Linked DNA regions of Triticum aestivum: region 1 is linked to region 2. A link is a contact called in public HiCAR-type data. All regions are on one chromosome and are shown on one strand. Each heading gives the region's core, a stretch centred on a gene start, on an enhancer-like site or on the middle of the called end of the contact. The rest is flanking DNA. Distances are from core to core; before and after follow the strand shown. Region 1 holds the start of LOC123144070 (tubby-like protein 4). Region 2 holds the start of LOC123144069 (heptahelical transmembrane protein ADIPOR2).

Region 1 (6,147 bases), core at 336-2,835, 400 kb after region 2:
TCACATACGGTGCAGCGTTGATGTTGTCGCCCATGTCGTTAATGAGGAGGTTGCCGAGGTCAGGGAAGAAGTTGTCGTTGGCGAAGTCGTCGCTACCAGTAGTCGCGCGAGTGGCCTCCACAAAAACCTGATCGCCCCTCTCCCGTACAGGATCATGAGAGGCGGGGTTCCGGAGGCCTGCTGTCCCTTCTCGCGGTGCACGCCGAAAGGAGGGATGGAGAAGACTTGTGTGCCGACGCAATGATCTGGAACGGTGGTGCGAAACCATACGATGCGGCGGCGGCTAGGGTAGACGTCTGCCCCACGATCCAAAAGAATCGGAAACAGCTGAGTAATTAACGCGCCCATTAATTTAATTAATGACTTATTAATTTTTCCCGAGCAGCAAAAATATAGACAACGTGCATAGCTTTGTCCTCAGCTCGACTCACTTCCGCAACACGCGGCGCGCAGCGCAGCGCAGCGAGGAGGAGGAGCGCGCGTGTAGGTCTCCTCTTCTCATGCTCATACAAGTGGTAGAAGAGCTCAGCTTATAAAGAGATGCAAGTCTCAGTCAACTTTTGGGGTGGGACTAAACTTTAGTCCCACTCACACCACTCACTAGCTATGCATGAATGGGCCAAGAGAATTTCAGAATTTTAGTTGGGCTTTGGGCCAAAGGCCTACTAGTAAATTCCAACAAAAGCTTCATCTCCCTAAGCACATGATATCGTCTCCTCCTTCTCGGACTCCCAGAGTCGCCGCACAACTTGACAATCTGTCTTTACCATTACGTATCGGCCTAGATATGTTTTTGTAAAGAAATCAAACTCAGCCTTCGTCCCAAGTATATGTCTCCTCCTGTAAACGTAGGACACCGGTTGTCACCGGCCACCACTGAGGCACAAACACGCATGAGTTGGGCATGGTAATATTGAAGTTCGAACAAACGAAAGTACACATCTACTCTCTTCGTCTCAAAGTAAGTTTCTCAAGTTTGTACTAACTTTATAAAGTTATACTAAGCTTGAGACACTTATTTTGAGATGGAGGGAGGTATGTTTGAACTTTGGCCTTTGTTGAATTTAAAAGTTTCAAACAAGTTGCTAGTACTAGTACTACATAAGATTGAACAAACAAGGCGGGCACGGTGCTGCTTCCAAAGGTGGCCTGCTCGTACTTCCCCTTTTAAAGAATGCAGCTTAGGATCTAAAAAAAACTGTAGCTTTAGAGTACTGACACATATGCAAGCTGGCACTTGGGAGTAAAAGCTGTCGTCAGCCATGAAGCGTCAACGTTACGGCCCCGCTTGCTCTTCATCTGTCCTGCTCGCCTCGTATCCCTCCCGACGCTTCATTTATTTCCACTGAACACTTCCTGTCTCCTGGCAAAAACTGCATGCAGCGCGAGCAAAAAGCAAGCAGAGAGCAGCAGCAGCTCATTTAAATCCCCCTCCAAACTTAAATCTCCCTCCAAACCACCATCAGCAACGCCATAGTCCATGCTCAAGTCACGCCAAGTGTTATTCAAACTCGGTCACGGTGGGGAAGTCCAAGAGCAAAAATCCAACAAAGTCCAAAAGCAAATCACATCGCCACCACAGAGAAAGGGTCCAGCTCCCGAGACGGCGACCGTTAGCACTCGCCACTCATCACGCGTTTCAAATTTAAATCCTCCCTCCAAACCACCACCCACAGCGCCATTTGGTCCATAGATTAAGCACCAGCCAAGCCTCGCACTAACACGCACGCGAGCTCCGCGCACTACGAAACCCCCGTCCACCTCCACCTCCCCTCGCGCGCGCACCAATGGCAGCCACGCCGCCCAAGAGGGAGCCGCTGGCCCCCCTCAGCTGCAACGCGGCCGCAAACACGCCTGCGGCCGCCACGCGGCCACGCGCGCCGGCGGTCTCTGCCGAGAAGGAGAACCTGGGCGCGGCCAATCTCGGCCCCGGCAAGGAGGAAAAGAGGGCGACGGCGCCTGCTGCCGCGAAGGCGGCGCCGCTGAAGCCGTCGTCGCTGCAGGCCCGCATGGAGGGCGAGGAGGCGGCGGGGCTGCCCGTGTTCGTCGGGCCGAGGGGGAGGGAGCTGCTGCCGCCGGCGCCGCCGGCGCCGGCGTCGTCGTCCTACGAGGCGTGGGACCTCTCCGACAACGAGGCGGCGCCGGCCGCGTCCTGGGCCACCCTGCCCAACAGGGCGCTGCTGTGCCGCCCGCTGCCGCTCGACGTCGGGAGGTGCACCTGCGTCGTCGTCAGGGAGAAGGCCACTGGTGCCAGAGGCGTGGCGCTCTACTCGCTCTACACCAACGTGAGCTAATCCCCCCGTCCTTCCTCCTCCGCTTTCAGGGCTTCAAGATTTCAAAATCCAGGGGAGAGTGGTGTGATTAGCTGCTGAGATTGGTGTCATAAGGATTCGTGCGTGCCCGTCTCTCTGTTGTGCGATTGCAGGAGGGGCAGGGGCGGCAGGACCGGAAGCTGGCGGTGGCCCGGCACCGGAGGAGGAGAGGGAGGTCGGAGTTCATCGTGGCGCAGAACCAGGACGGCGTCTTCTGCAGCTCCGACAAGAACTTCCTCGGGACTATGGGTGCCAATCTTGTTGGATCCAAGTACCAGATTTGGGGACAGGTACATGACGTTCCCCTTCGTGATTCTTCATGTCGCTCTCCTGGATTCGAGACTGATTACCATGGTGAACATGAACCAATGATGAGTATTAATGGTCGCCGATGCAGGGGAACCGGGTCGATGAGCTGAAGAGCCAATCCAAGCGGCTTCTCGGCGTTATCGCGTAAGATTCATCAATCTCCGTCAGTGACCTGCCCATGGATATGGCTTTTCTTGACCAATTTTTGGTTCCTACAGATTTGCCCCTACTATTACTACGCTCACGGGGAGTTTCAGAAGCATGAGGGCATGGATCCCCAAGAACCAGTCCATGCAGTTGAGGACCAACAGTTCTGCTCAGGTAAATCCATTTGCAACACTGGGAGATTCATTAGTGAACTTAAATGGATTCGTTTAAACCAAGGAGTGAGGCATATGGTCATTAGTTGTGGAAATGTTGCTGCAGATTCAGCATGTCAGTGGGCTTCCAAAGGATTGGCAGGAGAAGAGGAACAGAGCTGAACAACTCTGCTCAAGATCACCTTTCTACAACAATGTAAGCAGCTTCCCTCAAGAAACTTACTGAGCCTTCGGATCGACGTGTCGGGAATTGGGAGTTAAGCTGAGAGATGTATCCTCTTGCTCATCAGTACCTAAAACGCAGTGTGTTTGTTTTCTGCATTTGCAACAGATGACGAAGCGCTACGAACTAGATTTCAGAGAGAGGGTTGGGAGGATGGGATACAAGGTGCAGACATCAGTGAAGAACTTTCAGATGACTTTGGAGGTAAAATTTCTGCTCCAGCTTTCAATGGGGTTAGATCAGACTGAGCAACATATCATGATATCGACAACTTGTGCTCGACAGGAAAATGGGAGGCAGACGATCTTGCAGCTTGGTAGGGTCGGGAAGTCCAAGTACATAATGGATTTCAGGTAAGGCATCGATCATTTCCCTTGCTGATCATCGACATTCGTCGATGAATGTAACTAGTAGTAACATTTTCTGATGGGAATATCTCATTTGCAGATACCCCTTGACTGGATACCAAGCATTCTGCATTTGCTTGGCGTCGATGGACTCCAAGCTTTGCTGCACGCTGTGACTGAGATGCAGATGCGACAGAGTTTCGTTTAGCCCGGATGTTGTTTTTGTGCTGCACCCTGATGGTTTCCTTTGTTCGATTTTTATGTACATGTAGTCTTCTCGCCTCGAGAAGGGATTAAATAATTAGTAGAAGTATCATAAGAGAGCAAATTGTTCGTCTGCTTACCCTCTTGTCACTGTAGGCGATGCTTGTTTGCCTCAAAATTGAATTCTCAATGTGGTACTCCCTGCGTTCCAAAATAAAACGCAAGTTCTAACCGATTTTGATGAACTGATGGACTGCGAAAACTCGTCCTTGCGCTGCCCGAGCTGGTCATGCCTGGCAACGTGCTGGTCCAGGAAAACAGTTACTGTCACTGCCAAAGTGCCAAGGATGACGAGAGAGGCGCCAGCCAGGAGAGATTTAGAGGGGAGTGGTCGGACGACAGCATATCTCACTGATGGCAGGAGATGCTTGCTGCTATTTCAGCTAAGCAGCGAGAATGACAAGTAGGAGTATGTTCCTCGGCTGTTCTTTCACTGCAATCTGTTGCCAGGGCATTCAAGGAGAACCATCTGTCGTCTACAACCAGGATGGTTTTGGACCAGGGGTTCTCGCCGCAGTATATGCAAAATTGGATGTCCGTATCAACATGGTCATCTCAATGTAACCAGTAACCGGTTTGGGCCAGGATCGTTTTGGGATTTTCTTGTATAATCCAAGCTAGTGATGACCGTATCATCAGAACTGATGTTCCAATGATCACACTCCTCCGATAGCTCCCAATAAATTTTGCTCATTCTACAAGTTTTTTCAAATTCGGAATGCAAGTAACCTAAAGGTGTTGTGCATACAGATAATCTGTTCAACCGAGCATTAGCTCCATCTCAACTTGTGTAGCCACTCCGAACAGTCACCATCAATCTGGGTCAGATGTCCATAACAAGCACTGTCATGGTCCCACAAAGTAAAACAGTCACCATCAACCAATGTGAACTATTTCTTTTTTTTCTATTCTTCGTCGCCAGCATGCTCAAGAAGATAGTTTGCAGCGAGTTGCTCATTCCTGTCGCAGGCGAAGAATGCTTCAATGACACGTTCTCTCTCAAACCCCATGGCTTCCAACTGAAGAGCGAAAACAAATCCAATCAACCAAGGTGAATAAGTGAGATGCATGGTGTATTTATGCAGCCAGAGGCCATTTAAGGTAATTATGAGGCATACCCTCCCAATTGCCTCTTGCTCTTCTGGTGTCACACTGATAGCATGAGGCATCTCATCCTGGTCAGCCTGGTCCAAAAAGTCCCTGGAAATGTCCGACAAGTATGATTTAGTAGATATATCACTGTAGACTACTAAAATTGAAAAGATTGTGAGAATGAAGCACCATGATTGGTTGAAAGCACAAAGTACAGGGGAAAGGATGCATCAGCAGCTAATAGATATTTTTACATAAAGTAGCACACACACAAGTTCTTTGAGGCGCCACTTTATGCTAGCTTATCATGTTATGTTCAGAAACTATATTAGCAGCTCCCGCAAAAAAAAACTATATTAGCAGTATATGCTATACTTGAAACAGCACAAGCCTAAAAACATTTAGGGGTTGTTTGGATAAGGGATTTATATCAAACCTGTTTCCACTAATCACGTTTAGGATTCTAACCACCTAAAACTATGTTTGGTTGGTCCACCAAATCTCGGGATAAGGAAAACTTGGTTTCCCATAAACCAGAAAAAGGAGTATTTGGAAAAACGACGATACGACTAATCGTCGTTTTTCTACAAACCAGTTTAGTTTATCGTTCGTTTCAATCGCAGACTCTAGCTTCCATGAAACCTACGCCGAGTGGGTAGCGCTGAGTATGTCTACTAATACGGCAAGGAAAGGCCCGTTTCAGGTGTTGTGGCTGCTGCTCGTCGGTGAGGACGACATCGGCGTTTCTCCTGTGACCGTGGGCGTGCTCGGCGCCGCTGCGGCCGCCGTGTATGTGATGAGATGTAGATGGCTTTCCTGGAAACAGCGGCGCGCAGCGTCCAGTACAGCATGGTCAGCCGATTCAAGGTGCTGGTGTGAGTGCCCCGGCTGCTGCTCCCTCGACCGTCGACGATGTAGTGCAAATCCCGCACGTTGGTGCCGCCGGCGAGCCCACCATTCTTACCGTCAGTGAAGCAGCGGCTGGGGCAGGCCACGGCCTGACCTCCTCAAGGAGCAGCTACTCGATCTCTGTCCCGTGCTCGCGCCGTTCAGCCTGGATAACACCTACCTCGCCGCAGCCGGCCTCCGGCGCGGTCTTTTGCGCCGCGTAGGTCAGCTAATGAAATGACCGGCGTGCGACACACACATATATGGAATCACATCACAGCCTCGCAGGCCGATGGACTGTAGCACGGTGGGGTTGATGGCAGTGGTGGCGCCGCCGAAGACGAGGTTGTGGCCGCCGGCAAACCCGGCGGCCCGGCCTGGTCGGACGCGAG
Region 2 (7,076 bases), core at 2,738-5,237:
CCCATGGCGAGGAACAGCGTGGCGCGGAGGCGGCGGTACCGCGGCGAGGAGCACGACGGCGAGAGCAGCACGGCCACGACGAGCGCGCCGAGGACGGTGATGGCGGAGAGGTAGGCGACGCGCGCTGGCGGGTGGCAGAGGAACGCGTAGTACACGGGCGGGACGAAGGAGGCGACGATCATGATGGAGATGCCGGCGTAGTCCAGCTGCCAGAAGACGACGGTGGCGCGGCGCGAGTGGCACGCGAGGAGGTGCGCCGTCGCGCTGATGGCCAGGCACGCCATGGCGCCCACGAGGAACACCATCCGCGGCCACCGCGGCACGCCGTGCCCGCCCAGGACCGTCGCCGCCGCGTCATGGCCCGGTAGGCCCTGCACGCAAACACCAACGCCACTGTTAGCGCGCTCTAATCATGTGCCAAAGCGATAACTGCAAACATAACAGTGAACAAAAATCTCTGTTTGGCATGTAAAACTATCGCATCTCGGCGAGAGAATATTTCGAGTAGTGCTTGCGCGGTAAATCTCAGTTTGACAGATTCGTCGCCGTACGCAGAAATCAACGATAAGATGACTGGAAAGATTTTGCCACTTGGTCTTGTCTGCTCAACAGAACCAATTTGGGTTCAAACCGAAGAAGTAGCTGAAAGCGACACTGCTTCTAGCAGGTGAGCAAATGTGAAAATGTTGCAAAAGAATCGTCTACTTCTTCTCTTGCATGCAAAGTGAATGTGAAAGAGGAAGCGAGATTTTGTGCAAACACAGAGAGGCAGCGTGTTTGTTCTGAACAAGACGACTACACGTGATGTTACGTTGCAGCAGAAGGTGAACTAGATTCGAAGTGCACAGCTACACATGGCTCCTTGGTTTTGGTCGGTTGGTCAGGTTGCCGTCGACCAGGACAGGGATCAGGAAAGGACGCACCACTCACGAGTTGTCCTTAGCACAGAAGAACCTATCGGAAGATGGAGCCGATCCTATCATTAATCTAGTAGTACCTCTACCTCCTACATTCATATTTTTCAATGTCATTTACATCTTCTCTCCTTATTTGTATCATCCACATGAATTATACAAATTATTCGTCAGTGCTATTTCAGAACACTTAAATGGAAGCGCAATTTAGTCAATTTCCTCTGGTAAATTCCTCAACCTTTGAGTTTTCATAAACTCTCTATACTATGATTGGTCAAGAGAAATGGCGGCACACACTTCTTTGGTTCTGATTAAGTCCACATTTCATGATTCAGGGTTGGTTAGAGATAAGTGGAAGGATATGTAGGACACGATCTTTTGCCCGTTTTCAAAATAAAATGAATAAAATAAAATATGTAGGACATGATCTTGCGGGCTCATCACTAACCACCACCCACACATGGGGTAGAGACCCATGCGACAGTGATCATAACAGCATTGTTGTTACAGAAGAGGATCTCAAGTCAACCCTATCGGATGGAAGGACGTTACGGCCATTATCCCTAATGAATTTTCAGTGTGAGGCCATTTTACTTCAAAGTAATTTCTAGGATTCTATTCTTATTTTTTCACCTCTATGACTTGTTTATTTTCTATTAATGAAAAACCGTATACAATTCCAAGAGGAAATTTCCATTGGGTCCATTCTTATGGGATTTATTTTGTTTTTGTTTAAGTGACAATTATGAAATTCATCTAATATCTTTTCGCAATATTGCAGGCTTTGTGCATTTTTCATGTGATGCAACCGGATAACTTTTACAAGATATTCCTATGTTTTTCCTATGATACAGTCAGACATGCTCTTGTTTTTAAGATTTACTATGGCATCTCAAGTCTACGTTTTCTTTTCTAATTACCACGCTTTTATAATCTTGTATGTAAACCAAAGAAACCCATCAGGTCAAAACACGTCTTGTATTCAGACAAACATGATTCAGAGTTATTTAGAGGGAACTGATTTGACCTATTGTTCGCATCTGTGCATAGTTGCTTGAACATTTGTAGTGCATCCTCTATACTATAGTGTAAGGACATGGATCAAAGGATGATCATGTGGGCAGCTCACATACACAGCTGTCCATGCATGTCTCTTTCTGCGTGGTGGGGATCTACATGATCACATTATTACATGGTACTCACTCGGTGCAGTTATATTTAAATCATTGGTGGCACTACACTACTGCTAACTGAATAATTATAGTCACCTTGATAGAACTCGTCTGAATTAATTAATCATGCTATCTAGCACCATCTGTCCCAGAATCTTGGGGACTATAGTTATGAGAGAAAAATATGCAGCGCTGGAAAATTATCCGGAAACAAGATAAGATACTACGTATCTCTTAGATGCGTTTCTTACCGATTGATCGCTCTTCCACGACGAATTAGCTGATCCCACCACGAACCTGCGAGAGAAATGAACGGCACGTAACTAAAAGGCCTTTCTCTTTCATAAACAAAGTAGTAGCAGTAGTGCAGTACTAGGTTGCCATGGCACCTTGCTGGAAAAGGAACATCAATCAATCAAACTATCAAAGACAAAGAGAAAGGATCGTTTCAGACTTGGAACCCCTAACAAATCTGTAATTTGCGCCAACCGACCAAAGCCAGCATTGCATTTGCAAAGTGCTCCGGCATGACGATAAGACGTGTGAGGCGGATAATGCACGGAGGCTACCGCGGGCCATGTCCGTGTGCGCGAACCTCGTTCGTTTGGTGTGGCTCTCACGCATGCACTTGCTGCTTAGGGCAGTGTGTTCTTGTCGCATCTCACATGGGCAGCATCTAGCATAATCTTGCATTAGAATTAAAGTGTACTCGCAGCCAGTTGGAGACTTGGAGCTTAATATCAGTAGCTGGCAATGCAGAAAGAGTCGGTAGTGAACGAACGTGTGATTGCGCACGCGCGTGCGTTCGGTTGATGGAACGAGCGCGCACACGTTGGGCGTGAGCGGGGGTTGTGTGTGACGTGCGCGCTCTCCGAACATACTACCAACTGCCCGCGAAACAAATTCGAGGTTTCCCACATGTGACGTGCGAGCTGCGGTGGTGAGTTAATTCGCATTTTGTTGGAAGACCGTTTCAAGTTTCAAAGCCGGGAGCGCCCGCTAATCACGCAGAAGGGAGTGGGAATCAGAGGCAATCAAATCATTATTGAAGTTTGAACAAACGTAAACAATCATTTTCTTATTCCGGAGGACAGAGAGAAAAGGAAAGTCAAGTCGTGTGTTCTGTAGTGTAGGTAGTACGTACCTCATGATCCCCGGCGCGGCGTCGTGGGCGGCCTCCGGGCCGCCTCCGGCGACGGCGAGCGCCAGGAACAGCAGGAACCCGCCCAAATGCCTGCGGAAATCACACGGTGCCATGTCAAATCAATGGATTGGCCGATCGATTTGATCAGTTCGCGCGGAGCATGTGGATGAATCGGGGGGATGGATTGGAGGGGGGCGCGCACGCACGTCCAGACGTTGAGCGTCTCGTTGTGCCAGGAGAAGGCGCTGAGGAGGGCGTCGCGGATGGGCCACTCCACGCGGTAGTGGCCGCGGATGTACTCGTTGTCCTTGAGGTACTCGGGGAGCTCCTCGTAGCCCACCAGCCGCGGCGGGGCCCTGCTGCGCCGGCCGCCCGCCATCGCCGCCGCGGACGCCGCCTCCACGCCGCCCACCGACGGCGCCATGGCTACCTTCTTCCTGCTGCCCCGCCTCGCCACCGCCTCCCCCGCGGTCGCCGTCGACCGCGCTCCCATGCGATGGGCCCGGTGCCTCTCTCTCTCTCTCTCCGGCTCTGTGCGCGCGCGGCTGCGTCGGGGTTGTCTGTGTCTGGTCCGCGGTTCGTGCGGGGGAGCCCGGGAGGTGGTGGTGTTATAGGCGGACTATAGGGAGGCTATAGGGGGATGGGAGGAGACGAGGCCGCCTGGCGAATCTTGGCGGGGAGCGCGCGGCGCGGGGGTGGTGTGGTGCGGTGATGTTGCTGGTGGGTGTAGGCACGGGCGAGCCACCCACATGGATTTCCTCCGTCGCACACGCTTGTCAAGCTAACAGAGGTTACCGGGGGCTTTTGGGCGCAGCCACTCGCCTAATGACCGTCAGATTTAAAGGGGAGAAGAAAAGGGATATTTATATGCCACCTGTGCGTGTCTCGCTGGCATGTGGGCCCTGGCGGTTTTTATATTAAGAAATGGCATTTTTATATTAAGAGATGGCATTTTATTATTAAGAGATGGCATTTTTATCCCAAGGAATGGCCGTTTTTAATATTTTTTAGCTTGTGTAGTTCATACAACTTTTTTAATCATACTCATTTGCATATTTTACAAAATTAAAGAGTTGGAATCTTTGTTTTGATGAAATGGTCAAAAGAGTTTGATTTCATCAATGGAAAGCGAAGATGCTTGTTGTTACGAGAGAGTAAGTGAGAGCATAATAATATTTCTAAAAACCTTGTGTGCTTGACACATTGTTGATTTGAAATAATATAAATTTGGGAGATTTACATTTCCCCCCCTAAATTTGTCCCGACCTCATCTTTACCCCTAAATAAAAACAGTGCTCAACTTTACCCCTCTTCCGTTAAGTGCGCTTATAGAAATACCCTTCCGTACATTTTCCGTCCAGTCAAAGGCCTTTGACCGTTAAGTGCGCGTATAGAAAAATCTAACGGTCAAAGGCCTTTGACTGGACGGAAAATGTACGGAAGGGCATTCCTATAAGCGCACCTAATGGAAGAGGGGCAAAGTTGAGCACTGTTTTTATTTAGGGGTAAAGATGAGGTCGGGACAAAGTTAGGGGGGGAATGGAATTGGCCCCTCTTGACACGAATTAGGACTTCATTGAAAATAGTTTTTCCATGAAGTGCTTGGGCTAGGTAGCCTTGATATTAGGCATATTTATCTACGGAGATAGAATTGCTTAATAGGCTAAGCCAAGAATACATATTGACATGATGCTAAAACAGTTTAGCATAAGAACGCCAAGGAGTGATTCTTGCCGAAGTCACATGGAAAGAGTTTTTGCAAGACTCAGTGTTCCAAAACACTGATGAGTAAAGTACATGATGGAGATTCCACACACTCATGTGTTTGGATTAATCATGTATTCCATGGTATGTAAAACAACCAGATATATCCAATACTCCCAAGTTGTTGCGAGTATAGATACCAAAGTGATCAAGGTATTGATCATGGACAACAGTGAAAAATGTCATTGAGTACTAAAGTAGCACTGACAACATGCTTTCTCGCAAGCAGAGATTATGAATTGTAAGTAATTGCATCGATACAGTCTTCATCAATGCTCCATGCGATTTTTGATTTAAGTTAAGGGTTTTGTGTAACACATGTATGGTGGCACAATAGTTGGAAATTGTTTCAAACAGGTTACTGTGGCGAATCCTATAACAAAGACTAAGTATGCTGATGCTTTAGAAGCGACAAAGAAGATGTTGAATCATACAGTTCGTTCATGAACTTAGTATGGTTCCAAAATGGCTTTGTTCAATGGAACACTATTGTAGATAGTTGCTCCATAGCTTAGTTTGAGGAATCAAGGTTCGATCAGTGATTCACATATATACAAGGCCAAGTCCACACAAAATATGAATTTTGTGAAAGCGTGAAAACGCGAGGATATGCAAAGATACACACGGCCCTGAAGTTGTCAGATCTGTTGGACAAAGACTATACCACAAGCGAAGCATATTTTACACCGGTATGCCATAGGTGTAAAGTGCATTAGCATTTACTAGATTATTGAATCTAGTGCAAGTGGGAGTCTGTAGGAGATATGCCCTAGAGGAAATCATAAATGCTATTATTTATCTCCCTATTCATAATTGTGTTTTATGTTCCATGCTATAACTGCTATGGTTCTCAAGTCTGCAATAACCACGAGGCTCGGAGGGAAACTCATATGCACGTGTGGAATAATAAACGGTAAAATGTATTTCTAGCATGGCTTCTAAGACTAGCTCAAGTGTTGCATGATGGTTCTGTTTTCCTGATCATGGGCATGACTATGCCGGCAACTTTGAGGACACAATGTTAGAAGAACACTTATGTTGAATCGACCCGATTGATGTTATTCTATGAGATATGTTCATCACGAGTTAATGGTAAATAACACAGAGAAAGTTAATGTTTGCATAATTCCTTAGACCATGAGAGTATCGAGTTCCTTCATGCTTGCTTCATGAACTTTGGGGTTTGTTAAACGTCATCCGTAAAAGGGTGGCTATTACGGCGGCTTACGGGTTCATGGAAAAGTATGACAAGGAACTAGATAGCTCAAGATTGGGATTTGCTCCTCCAATGATGGAGAGATATTCTTTGGGCCCTCTCGGTGTTACGGTATCCATTATCGTCTGGCCAGACACATTGTGATTTGATCACAAGGATGCCGGAACACAGGAACGAGAAAAGAGAACAAAACTGGTAACGAGGAAACTAGCATAGTGAACAAGTTGTTGATTCACGGGGATGCTACTAAATCTCACCTCGGGTTTTGTAACATATCGTGAAGCAACAGGAATAGCACACGGCAACTATAGGTTAACTCGAATATTCATTCGTGTGTGTATAGGGATTGATACGTCTCCAACGTATCTATAATTTTTGATTGCTCCATGCTATATTATCTTCTGTTTTGGACATTATTGGGCTCTATTATACACTTCTATATTATTTTTGGGACTAACCTATTAACCGGAGGCCCAGCCCAGAATTGCTATTTTTTGCCTATTTCAGAGTTTCGCAGAAAAAGAATATCAAACGGAGTCCAAACGGAATGAAACCTTCGGGAACGTGATTTTCGGAACGAACGTGATCCAGAGGACTTGGACCCTACGTCAAGAAAGCTACCAGGAAGCCACGAGGTAGGGGGCGCGCCTACCCCCAGGGCTCGCCCTCCACCCTCGTGGGCCCCACGTTGCTCCACCGACGTACTCCTTCCTCCTATATATACCTATGTACCCCCAAACGATCAGATACGGAGCCAAAAACCTAATTCCACCGCCGCAACCTTCTGTACCCATGAGATCCCATCTTGGGGCCTGTTCCGGAGCTCCGCCGGAGGGGGCATCGATCACGGAGGGCTTCTACATCAA

The links. HiCAR-type assays count read pairs that join an accessible place to other places.
Region 1: a contact with region 2 is called in a HiCAR-type map of leaf, with 9 times the contacts expected there. The contact joins the promoter of LOC123144070 here to the promoter of LOC123144069 in region 2. A contact is called at or near these places in 1 of 5 Hi-C or Micro-C datasets (leaf) and 1 of 1 datasets of contacts at active chromatin or transcription factors (leaf).

What each region holds. Positions count from the first base shown.
Region 1 is chr6D:129,210,889-129,217,035 of IWGSC CS RefSeq v2.1, forward strand. LOC123144070 (tubby-like protein 4) reads left to right here and starts at 1,586. Exons shown (of 8, transcript XM_044563089.1): 1 at 1,586-2,285; 2 at 2,426-2,602; 3 at 2,710-2,765; 4 at 2,840-2,942; 5 at 3,048-3,137; 6 at 3,273-3,368; 7 at 3,450-3,517; 8 at 3,612-3,854. The coding sequence starts at 1,788. The coding sequence ends at 3,687. LOC123144071 (ubiquitin receptor RAD23b) reads right to left here. Exons shown (of 12, transcript XM_044563090.1): 11 at 4,894-4,975; 12 at 4,446-4,794. The coding sequence ends at 4,681.
Region 2 is chr6D:128,806,382-128,813,457 of IWGSC CS RefSeq v2.1, forward strand. It overlaps LOC123144069 (heptahelical transmembrane protein ADIPOR2), which reads right to left and starts at 3,988. Exons shown (of 4, transcript XM_044563088.1): 1 at 3,437-3,988; 2 at 3,231-3,320; 3 at 2,338-2,383; 4 at 1-371. The coding sequence starts at 3,723.